2 separate regions of the Rattus norvegicus genome follow, and region 1 is linked to region 2. The links are chromatin contacts, called in public Hi-C maps. All regions are on one chromosome and are shown on one strand. Each heading gives the region's core, a stretch centred on a gene start, on an enhancer-like site or on the middle of the called end of the contact. The rest is flanking DNA. Distances are from core to core; before and after follow the strand shown. Region 1 overlaps Akap6 (A-kinase anchoring protein 6). Region 2 overlaps Akap6 (A-kinase anchoring protein 6).

Evidence for each region. A called contact is a pair of places that touch in the nucleus more often than the background predicts.
Region 1: a contact with region 2 is called in a Hi-C map of liver, with 4 times the contacts expected there. The contact joins two enhancer-like sites. A contact is called at or near these places in 11 of 12 Hi-C or Micro-C datasets (the A7r5 cell line, the Rat2 cell line, Schwann cells and 6 more).

What each region holds. Positions count from the first base shown.
Region 1 is chr6:76,114,640-76,120,614 of GRCr8, reverse strand. All of the region lies in intron 4 of Akap6 (A-kinase anchoring protein 6), which reads right to left. Among named protein-coding and RNA genes, the nearest start is that of Akap6, 200 kb to the right of the region's middle. Within about 2 kb of position 4,479, at least 8 of the 93 cell types and tissues checked have an H3K27ac peak or open chromatin away from gene starts, as enhancers often do. A contact at or near this core is called in liver, where this site is marked.
Region 2 is chr6:76,065,194-76,071,263 of GRCr8, reverse strand. The region is part of intron 2 of Akap6 (A-kinase anchoring protein 6); the gene reads right to left. Among named protein-coding and RNA genes, the nearest start is that of Akap6, 150 kb to the right of the region's middle. Within about 2 kb of position 3,088, at least 20 of the 93 cell types and tissues checked have an H3K27ac peak or open chromatin away from gene starts, as enhancers often do. A contact at or near this core is called in liver, where this site is marked.

The DNA of each region.
Region 1 (5,975 bases), core at 3,230-5,729, 48 kb before region 2:
TTTATCCTCTCTCCTCAACTTCCCCTATATCCCTATCTTCGTCTCCTTCTCGCTCTCCTCTCAAAATTAAAACTGTCTTCAAAATGTAAACCTGAATGTTAACTGCATTTTGCTGCTGTAATCATATTGATATCTGGGTTTGTTGCCTAGTCATGGCCTTTCTAAGAAAAAGTACAGAACGTTTTTTGGTTTTTTGTTTTTTGTTTGTTTGTTTTGTTTTTTTGTTTTTGTTTTTGTTTTTGTTTGGTTTTTTTTGTTTTTTTGTTTTTTTTTTTTCAAGAGAACCAGCTGCAGTGCAGAGCATGGCCTCACGGTGGTGCTAAAGCCTCACTGATATTCTGTCAAGGCCCATAGAAAGCTTTGCAGAAACCACAGAAGGCATTGTTGCCACATTCCTCCTGGGAAACCAAGAAAGAATTTGCTTCTAATCTGTGGTTCTTCTCAACCAACCTTGAACAATGACCTTGACATGCTCAACAAATCTATCAGCAGGGTTAATTCGAGGCTGCTTGTCTCTCCTGGCGTTGCTACAATACATTACACTGAAGACTTGTTATTATCCCTAAAGAGACTTCTGTGGGCTTATCTTTAAAAGCATTGTGTTGATTTAGAATTCTCAACTCGGATTATGGCCACAGCGTTGGCATTTAAGATTTACTGCGTAACCTAACTTGATGTGGTCCCTCTGAACCGTTTATTAAATTTTTACTTCTCCCAGCCCCCAAATTTCAACTTGAAATTTGAAACCAGCCTTTTCTCCTCTTTCTTATTGTAAGACAGACGCAGAAACATAATGAATCATCTTCATGGATCCACAGTTCTGTAGTAACATAAGCAGCCTATTGCAAAACCCTTCGAAATTAGCCCTAAAAGATTATTGTCCAATTTAATTGAATATTGCAACTGCTTGAAGAACTTTAATAATTTTTATTATCGTGTGCATATGTGTTGCCATATCACGAGTATAGCAGTCAGAGCAGTTGTGGAGTTGATTCTCTCCATTTTCCTATAGTGGGTCCTGGGGATCAAACTCGGGTCTCTAGGCTTGCACAGCAAGCACCTTTATGAACAGAGCCATCTTGCCAGACCTACTTGAAGAGTTTATAAAGCGATAAACAATAGATCCTGACTTGCTCTGGGGTAAAGTTTGAGACTGGGATGTTTGGAATGACCTCTAGCAGTTCTAATGAGCAGTCACAGCTGAAAATCACCCTGGTTTAGAGGCATGACCCCAGACGAGAGTCAACTCAATGTTTGGAAGCTGCCAATCCTATATGCTTAAAAACCATAGTTAGTCTCCCATTAAAGATTGCAGATTTAAGAAAAAAGATTGCAGATTAGTAACTTGAAGCCAAATCTTTGCCATGAGTATGTTTGTTGGGTCTATTTTAAAACCGCTTGGATCCAAATTTTAGAATTGGGAGCTTTCACATAAAATGTAGGTTTCCTACTTACTTTTAAATCTCTTGTCACACAAAGCCACATTCCTATGCAAATGCCATCTGAAGCAGAGAGGTGTTGTCCTTTAGACGCCTTGTGTGGGCTCCAGTTGAATCAGCCCACTGTCCCTCATTTATACAATCCTACACGGCTCATTTACACCATCCACCTGGTCCCTTAGATCATTGGTTTGCAACCCTAGTCTAGAAGAAGCTCACACTTAACGAAACATTCAATCATTCATTCACTCATTTATGCATTCATTAAACAGATTCATTTCCTAGCTTTGCTGTACAGACGTTTGACATTCAGATTCCCTCTCTGGCCCCTTTTCTTCTAACTTCATAGTGCCCTCCTTCTACCAAGCTGTTCCAACAAGCAGCTACAGCAAGACATAGCTGTAGTAATAACACACCGGTTCATTTTGGAAGCTCCCTGGTGACCCGGACCAGTGGCATGTGAGAAGTAATGTGTCAGACATGCATGTCCACAGAAGAAAACAGGCTGCCTTTCACTTTTTCTTTCTCAGGAGCTAGAGTGAACACAAGGTCCAGAAGAGAAAAGAAGTAGTAATGAGAGAAAAGGTGGAAAGAGAGCAAATGTAGAGACAAGGGGGGGGGCCCTGTGGGAGGAAGAGTGAGTGGTTCTCATGCTCTACCTAACAGGACCAGTGGGGTACTTTCACCATTTGTATGTGAAATGGCCCCCACATGCTCACACACTTGGACATGTGCTCCCCAGCCATTTGCTATTGTGGTCATGGAACTTTTAGGAGGTGATTTGTTGCAGGAAATGAGTTTCTGGGGGTGACCCTGAGGTTGACATAGTTTTACCCATCCAGTTTCCAGTCTAGCCTCTGTTTCCAGTTCTGCTGCAAAGTGGAGAGTCCCAGCCACGTCAGCCTGTCATGAAGCTGTCTGTGGTCATGCCTTCCCTGTCATGATGGACTGTGTCCCTTCTAACTGCATGCACTCCCTTAAGCTACTTCATCAGGTACCTGGTCACAAAGACGGTGAGAGAAGCCAGTTTAAGTCAGAGGAAAATCTGGGTGTGTGGCATCCAGTGAATCATTGTATATGTCACCATATTATATTATGTTATGATATTATGACTTATTCTTGCTCTGAATAAGGAGATGCAACTGTGGTTCATACTATGGGGGTCATATGGGTAGACAGCATGAACAAAACTTGGATTTGACTTGTGCTGAGTGAAATAAATCAGTCACAGGAAAGACATGGCATCATTCTATGCAGATGCCGCTGCCAGCGTACTTAAAATCAGAGGCCAGGGGCTGAGACGAAGGGAGTCATTGTTTAATGGCATAGAATAGTAGTTCTCAACCCATGCACCATGCAGGGTCGAACAACATTTTCACAGGGGTGTATGACCATTAGAAAACATAGGTATTTGCATTATGATTTACTACAGTAGCAAAACTATAGTAATGGAGTAGCAACAGAAATAATTGTGTGACTGGAGGTCACAACAATGTGAGGAAGTGTATTAAAGGGCCAGCCATAGCGTTAAGGTTGAGAACCACTGGCAAGAGTCCTGAAAAGCTGTTTCACAAGAATGTGAATACCCCGCACTAATGAACTGTACACCTCAAATGGTTAAAATGGCAAGCTTTATTATGTCAGTTTTGGTAACCACAATGAAGGAAAAACAGGGAAGAAAGACCACTGTCAGAGTGTGATCATGGAGGTGTCAGCACGTAACCGGAATGAAGTCTGAAAAGACGGGGCCTGTCTGTACCCATTTTACCATGGGAAGATTGTCAAAACCAGTGTCACTTTAATCCGCCCTCCACACTCAACCCAGGCCTTCTCAGCTTCATCTCTGAGCACAAGGACAGCTTCGTTGTGCAGACAGGATGACAATTTCGTCCAACCCAGTTACCAAGAGCAAGGTCTGAACTAAGTCTGTACTGCACTGAATCCAAAATAATTTACGAGCAGCGACATCCCCAGCTGGCAGCAAATTCTTAAACGTGGTGTATATGTCTCTGAGAAGGAAACACAGCAACAGCTGAGCCATTTAACTGTAGCCAGATACCGCCATCTGGTGTTGGGAGACACTTTATCTCTGTGGAGAGATGGGCATGCGTCAGTCAGCTTAGTGTCACTGACTCCGACCGAATGGTGTCGCTTTCCAGGACAGTGTTAGCCAAAAACCCAGAGTGTGAAAGAAGACCCAGTGTGTCACACAAGTCTTATCTGAGGTGGCACCACCCAGTGCTGCATCCCGAAGCCCTCCTAGGCGTTACTCGGCTCTTTCGATAGATCCAAGAATTTCCCACTTTAGACAAGTGGCTGTTTCCCACACAGTCATTATGAAGAGTTCCCAGTGCCCACTTACTAACCCAGAAGTGCTTCTGCGGGCCTGATAAATCGATTTTTATCTATTCATATGATTACAGTCTGAATTCCGTGGCATTTCAGTGTCTCTCACAGATCAAGTCCTGTCTAGCATCTCACTCGGATTCTAGCCCTTAGAGTTAGCAACCATGTGACCTTCAGCCCATTTGATCCTCAGATTCATCATCTGCAGAACGGGACAAGTCTTCAATAGGGTTGTTGTATAAATTACAGGAGGAGACCTACTGCAGAGCCTGGCATCTAATATTTGCTACTCAGAAACGAGTTTCCTCCTTTGGTCCTCAATCAAGGGCAGAGGCCAGGAACTTGGCTCCACTGACAGCCAGAAAGGAAGTACTTCATTCTTTGCAGGCTGCATATTTCCTGTCACAACTCTTCAAGTCTATCGTTATGAGGCAGAACATCCACAGAAAAAAAGCATGACTGTGTTCCCATAAAACATTACTTTACAAACAGCCTAGGCATGTAACCGAGTGGTGGAGTACTAGCTTACTGTGTAAGAGACCCTGGGTTCGATTGCTTAGCCTAGCCCAGCATGTAAGAGGCTCTGGGTTTGATTGCTTAGCCTAGCCTGGCCTGTAAGAGGCCCTAGGTATGACTGTTCAGTAATTCTAAGAAGAAATAGAACAAAATAAAGTAAACCAGTAAACAGAACCACAGTATAAATAAACGGGCTTAGGCAAGACTTGCCCTTTGGGATACGGCTCATGCACTCGTGTTAGTTATGGGTCTAGATATCATGTTAAATTTTAACCTATGTTAAAGTCCATTTGCTTCAGGCACTCCCTTCTCTAATTTCTCCTCACTGTTTTTATTCTATTTCATGCCTTTATCAGAAAAAATGAACAGCTTCAGTGGCTTGGTTTAACTGCTCCCTCTTAATTCTATGTTGAAAGCTCATGGAGCAGAGCCGTGGGCACCCCGGAAACTCTCAATCAATTTACCTATCCCATAGATTCCTGGTAAGTCATGAGGAGTTGGTACCCCCCCCAAACTTCCTAGAGATATCAGGAAATAATAATAACAAAGAGAAAGGAGCTTCTATCTATGAAGGACAGGTTGCAACCTGACTCTTGGTTTTTAAAATATTACTTAACAAATATGCCTACTCTTGTTTATGTATGAATGAGAACTTCTTAAAAGATCTAAGCCTGTAAGTTACCAAGGTCAGGACCCAAGACAGGGTCCAGGGATGGGGGGGAGACCTAATGGATATTAAAGTCTATGTCCCTAAAACATGTCTAATAAAAGAATGAGTTTCCAAATGGATGGGGAAAAGCCAATGAGGCCTCAACCTTACACAAAGAGCTACAGGCAACTGAGTAATACTGGGAGCAGGTGCTCCCCGCCAGGGATGAACACACCGATTGGTTACCCAGTCCCAAACAGTGAGCCCTGAAATCATAGATACAAGTGACAATACATGGACCCAAAGGATTATATTTAGGAATATATATGTATATACACACAAACATACACAGACACACATAAACACACACAAATATGCATGCAAAAAAGAGACCATTAATCTGAAGGAGAGCGGGAAGGGGTATATAGGAGGCTTGGAAGAAATAACAGAAAAGAGTAATTAAATTATAATCTCAAAAATAAACAAAAATGGGTTTCAAAGGAGCAAATATAAAAGTATACTACAAAGAAATCTTTCCTATCAATAAGGTAAGTGTAAAGACACAATGGTGAGTGACAGGGAATCTGAGGGTTCCTGAGAATCCCACCATGGTCTACTAGTCCCTCCTGTTAACTGGTTATTAGCACATCCTCTGCCTTCTGCTTTGTGAGGCTCAGAGGGACCAGAGAGTGACAATGGGAAAATGGCCCCAGAGCCTTTGGTAGCTGAGCCAGGCCTAGAATCCTTTGCTAGATCACGTTCGCTTCTCTGACAGGATCCCACTTCCTGCTCTGCATCACAGCAGCCCCTGATGTTGACTCCATGCTGGTCCCCAGCAAGGCCGCTATGGCTTCTCTTATGGCCATGTGGGAGCCGTGCTGCACACTGCTCAGGTATGGCTGGCTCTCATTCGAGGTCTAACTCTGTACTGACAACTCTGAGAATTTGATCAAGTCAGTAGTGCGGGCTCCGGAGAAGATTGCCTGGTGCCTCTCAGCCCCTGTCTCCCCGTCTGTATTTTTATC
Region 2 (6,070 bases), core at 1,839-4,338:
GGGAATGAGGGAGGGAGGAGGGAGGGAAGAAAGAGGGAGGAGGGAGGGAGGAAGACAGAGATAGAGCACAATTTCAGTTCTGTGGTCATGGTCACTTAACATTCTGGCAGGAACAAACAGGACATGCACTATTTTTAATTTTTATTTAAATAGCTGTCAGCTCTTGCTAGCTCAAAAGAAGAAAGATGGCAAAATCAAGACAGGATTTTCTAACCAGAACCAAGTACTGACATCAGTCTGGAAAAAGTTATGCATAGTTGAGAAGTTACATATTCCTTATGGAATCTAAGAAATATCTAAATATAATTTTCTGTAAGCCTGCCATACCCAAAATATTTATGTACATTGAGTTTTCATTCTCTAAAATGCATTAGACTAGAAGTGCCTTGGTCTGCAGAGTCTTTTGGATTTTGGGATATTCATATGTGCACAATAAGATATTTTGGGGACAAGACCTGAATCTAAACATGAAATTCACCTGTTTCATGTGCACCTTGTATGCATAGCTCAGAGGTAATCATATACATTACTTTTACCATACCCATGTTTTTATTGCAATCATCATGTGAGGTCAAGTGTAGTGTAGGATTTTCCACTTCTGACAAAATGTTGGCACTCAAAAGTTTCACTCTTTGAAATATTTCATGTTTAAATTTTTCAAATTAGGGATTCTCTCTCTCTCTCTCTCTCTCTCTCTCTCTCTCTGTGTGTGTGTGTGTGTGTGTGTGTGTGTGTGTCTGTGTGTCTGTGTGTCTGTGTACATAAGTATTTGGTGCTTTTGATACAAGACTAATACTTTTAAGATCTTTATAAGAAAATTCAATTTTTTGAGTAGCATTCAATATGAAGCATGCATTCATTTAAATATAAATTAATTAGTTCAATGTTCTAAACTCTATATTTCTGCGAAATTTAAAGATGAGAAGAACATTGTAAAGTCCTCTGGGACTTTAGAGATGAAGAGTTGAATGTGTAATGCAGTTTGAGGAGCTCAGTGCCACCTGCTGAGACCCAAGGACAGGAAGGGGAACTGCACCACCTAACTCAGAAGACAGAGAAGCGGGTTAATGGAAGTTCCAAAAAGTAGGTTGCCTGCTTGGCCAAGTAGACAGGGTGTCAGCCTCATAAAAAATAAGAGAGAGTCACAGGGGCTGGCAGGAAAAGCACCGAGGAGAGAAGCTGCCGACTGTGAGGCCTGTAAGCTGGAGAGGAGGAGAAGCCCGTCCCAGCAGGCCGTCCTGAGCTGTGTAAGAAAGCTGGTGGAAGCTGGCTTCTTTCTCTCTGCCTCTTTGCCTGCGCAATAAACTTCTTGTTTGGAGATGAAGCTCCCTGCACTAGAAGGACACCTGCTGTGGAGTTCCTGCCTCGACTTCCCACATGATGGACTCTGATCTGAACTGTGGGTGTGAGTAAATCACTAAGCTACCTTTGGTCAGTGTCTTTGTCACAGCAGCAAAAGTCAAACCAGAACAATATCACTGTATGCTATGCTTGCACTCTAGTACAGGTATTGTAGACACGAGCTTGGTTCTTACAAGGATACGTCCTAGTTTAAGCCAATGGCTCAGAGTCACAAAGTCCCCTGAACTGGAAATCCTCTGAGTCACTTTCCTCTTATTGTAGAAGAAACAAGTCTAAAAAGGTCATCCTTTGTTCTACTCACATGTCAGAAAGGGGCAGCCCCTGAGCAAAGACAGGACTCTCTCGGTACCCACAGCACAGATTGCCTGGCCGCAGCATATTCTGCAAGGGTGTGTGCAATATGTGCAGTGCTGTACAGAGGGCTGCAGCGAGCTGCAGAGAGCTGCTGTTGGATTTAAACTCGGTGCTGAAGGCTGAGGTCTGCTCACAGTTTAGAAAGCCCTTTCCTTGTTTTGATAAGGAGTTGGAAAGGAGTCTTTTCAATACTGCAAACAGCTACCACGGTTGGGCCCAAGCAAAAGCGATAAGGCTGAAATGAAGTGAAAAAATTTATTAAAGAGAAACCACCAGGGAAACTACAAAAGGCATGATTCAGTGGCGGATGGGCTCTAGTGTGGGAACAGAGAAGTTGTGAATAGAGTTCCTCATTTCCTGAGTAACTGAGTGACCGCAGAAGGAAGGATCTGGCCTCAGGCACAAAGCAGTTGAGGAAAGATCATTCCAGTGTCTTCCCAGCCAGAGGGCTTGTAGGATTTGTGGGCCTTTGCTCCTCCCAGAGGCATGGACTGAATGAGGACAATACTGTGGCACTCTGACAGTATCAGCTTTCCATTTTTGCATTGTTTTTACTTCTGGTGATGGCAGACTAGCTTTTGGACACCAGCTACCACACTAAGAAAAACTAGAAAGCTAGAAAGGAAAAATCAGTCCGAAGGCATCCAAGAGCCGTTTCCAGCACAGAGGGGAATCAGAGTCTAAGAGCCCACACAGAGTGGAACTCAGAGGGAAGGCACTGTCACTATCTTCTCATACAGATGTAGGAGCATAACTGGAGGTGGGGATATTGAAACAAAGTTCAAATAGACTCCAAAGCTAGAGGGAGAAAGAAATGTAAGCTCAGAGCCCACCAAGAAAGAGGGATGGTGGAGAAAATCCAGGCTTTCAGAAAGAAAAGAACAGAGGTATAGAGATAAATCAGAAATATATCATCCAAATGAATCCAGTACACACACACACACACACACACACACACACACACACACACACACACACACACAAATCGAATACATTCATTCTGGGAAACAAGGTTGGATTAATGTTTTAAAAAATGATCAACATATGATCTCAATATGTTCAGGGGAAAAGCATTTGATAAACTTTATAAATCATAAACATTTGAGCAAAAGAAGGCAAAAACACAAAGATACATGCTATATGGCTACAATTATCTGAAGCACTAAGGCGGGCAGACTGAAGTATGATAAAACCCTCTAAGAGGATGAATCTTTCATTATGGAGTAGACCCTGAGTAGCTAGAGGAGGCTCCCTTGCTGGGGTAATTGCTGTAAGAGAACAGAGATTGGATAGCTGGGAGACCTGCTCTTCCTATGGGCTCAGCGACGCTGCAGCTTGCTTCTGTGCTGAGGGGCGTGGCTAGATGCGTTCAGTCTCAGAGAAGATGGACAGCAATCATTGCCCCCAGAGGGGACTGTGCTAGGAGAAATGGGCAAGGCACTGCCCCATGGGACGCCATTCTGCTTACTGCCTTAGGAATTTGACTCCTGGAATGCATTACTGAATCACCAATCAACCAAAAGAAAACTGAATATAAAATTAACTCCAAAATATTCTGTGAGCTAAGATAGCTGGCCATCTACAGTAGTCAATAAAACTGGATCAATAAGAACGTGAACATAGACCAAAAGTCTACATGACTAAACACTAAGTGGCCAAGAGACACTCTTGCTACAGAACGCAGGGGAAAAAAAGGTTATTTGACTTGGTTTTGTACAAGACTTTTAAAAAGCCTTGTATTGGTTCCTCGTGAGTTTCACGGCATGTAACCCAGCCCCGTTCATCTCCCCATCCCCTCACATCCACCCTTGCAACCTCCCCCCCAATAAAACAAACACAGATAAACAAACAACAACAGCAACAACAAAGCATGAAAGCTTCTCATCGTGGAAGCTGTAGTGTGTCAGTGTGTCCCACAGTGCAGCCCTCTGTCCACACACCTTCACTTGCAAATGTTCATTGCCAAGAAGCATCAGTCTGGTCTGAGATCCCTGGTTTCTGTGCTACCTTCAATGTTGTATCCTCACCAGGACTGCTCCGGGTCATGCCTTGGGTCATGGAGATCCTGCAGCTTTGGAACCACAGGATGGACCATTTGTAGCTGATATAGATTTTGGGATAGGCCAACTCAGAGCCCTGGATCTGGGCCTGGGTGGCGGCCAAGCTGATCAGCGCGGCACTGCTCTGGCTAGGCCACCCAGTGCTGCCATCTGCAGGAGGCAGGGTCAGCTCCCCTGCCCTCAGGCCCTTGTGTCTGGACTCACATCTCCAGAGTCAGCTCCACTGGGGTACAACCATCTTTATATCAGAAAGAAATGCAGCTTATTTTAAGATACCTCTACCATTATGATATCCTCTAATTCTGTCTGCTGAGACAACCGGAAAACCACATAGACACATTCCTACCCAGAGGCACTCTCAGGCTTGCGCCCATGGTACTGGGAGACAGAGGAGAGTGAGAGGGATCAGCCTGAGCTGACGGAGGGAGGGTGCATTGGACTCAGTTCCTGAGAGTATGTTCTCTATTTGTTAAAAACTAAACCATGTCTATCACAGTAAAATCTAAATTCAAACTAATGATGCACTAAAGCCATTTTTGGCCTTGTTTGGTCTCTATAAATCTTTTAGCTCCATAAAACTGTTCTCTTCCCTCCCCATAGCTGGATGAGTCAGCTTACACTATTGTCACCAAACCACAGACACACCAGACAGCGTGACTGTGAATGGGTACCTCACTGTGACCAGGCTGTGACTCTCATTTCTTCAGTTGGGCTGCCATTCATGATCGAGGTAGCCTACAAACAACAAGACATATTTCTCACAGTTCCAAAGCTCGGAAAATCAAGACACTCTTTGGGACAGTGTATTTTGAGGGCACACTTTCCCATTCATATGTGGCACCTTCTTGTACATTCTTACACAGCTGAATGCTGATTGCAGAGCAATCTTGGGGCTCTCTACCACAGCGGTTCAGGATACACTCTTGATGGTTCTGCTCACAGATATTTAGGACTATGTTTAGACCACAACAAAACTCCTTCATTGTAAACTTATTAGAGACTTCCTTCATGTAAGTGTCATGAGAAGTAATCTTGGACCGGTTGTGAGTCCATTTCAAGTGGGAAAAAAACTGATAATGCAATACTAAGTTAAAGAAATAATGTCTACAAATTTTGTTGGGATCCAATTTGGATTTAATACAAATAAATGAGAGTTAAATAAAGGAAATTCATCAAAATGGTAATAGTACTAATGGGTCATAGATAATATTTATAAGAATATGTATTATTCTTATTATCAGAAGGGAGCAATACTAGTAACTCTGTATACACAGCTTTCCCAAACACCTCCCTGTGTGTGTGTGTGTGTGTGTGTGTGTGTGTGTGTGTGTGTGTGTATGTGTCGGAGTATCTATGTGTCTGTGTGTAGGCTATAAGTTGACATTGACTGCCTTTTTATCCATTCTCCATCATATTTGTTGAGACAGTCTCTCAGTGAACTGAGTCGTCAACAGGTTGATGATGAGCTTCAGTGGCCTACAAGCCTGTATCTCCAGTTCTGGGGTTACAGGCACTGTGCCAACCACGGCATAATTGGTGCTAGAGATCCTGGTCCTCATCATTGAGCGGCAGGCACCTTACTGACTGAGCCATCTTCCTAACGAGTGTCTTAAAGACAGATGAGCCATTTATTTGTCTTCTTCTGATGGACGACACACAGAGAAGAGAGCAACTTGCTGAAGGCAGTTCTCTCCTTCTACCACGAGTTCCAGAGGTTGAGTCCTCATCTGTCGAGTAACCTTGATGGCCCACACGCGACTTTCAAAAGCACTTGCATGCAATACTAAAAATGTATCCAGGCAAGAAGTTGCTATTTGCTCAGTAAAGGCCACATGTGCTTAGGTCTAAATCTAAGTCGAAAGAATCGTTTTTCAGAAAGCGCTCACCCCGTATTGCTAGGGCTCTTTTTAAATGCATCAAGTTTTTGTGGAATGGGGATGGGCATCCCTCTCTCATCCTCTCAGTCTATTTTCTTAAGTCTTTATGACCTGAGACATACTCCCTCCAACATACTAGTTTTATTCTGCACCAAATAGGATAGCTCAGAAGAATCCAGAAAGTTCTGGCCATTGCACTAAGGAAATCCTTCCATCTTCTACTTTAATCCAACTGTTATCTTTCCATCTGCCCGTGTAGTCAGCCTCCATCTATCCCCCAGGTTTCCCACTTTGAAAAGCCATATTCGCTTCTCTTCTTATCTGGCCATCTCAGTGGAGCTCCTGTGTCTTATGAGCTTTCTATAGTCTCTATATGGACGGTCAACTTCCTTCTCAGCTGGCACCTTGAGCAAACAC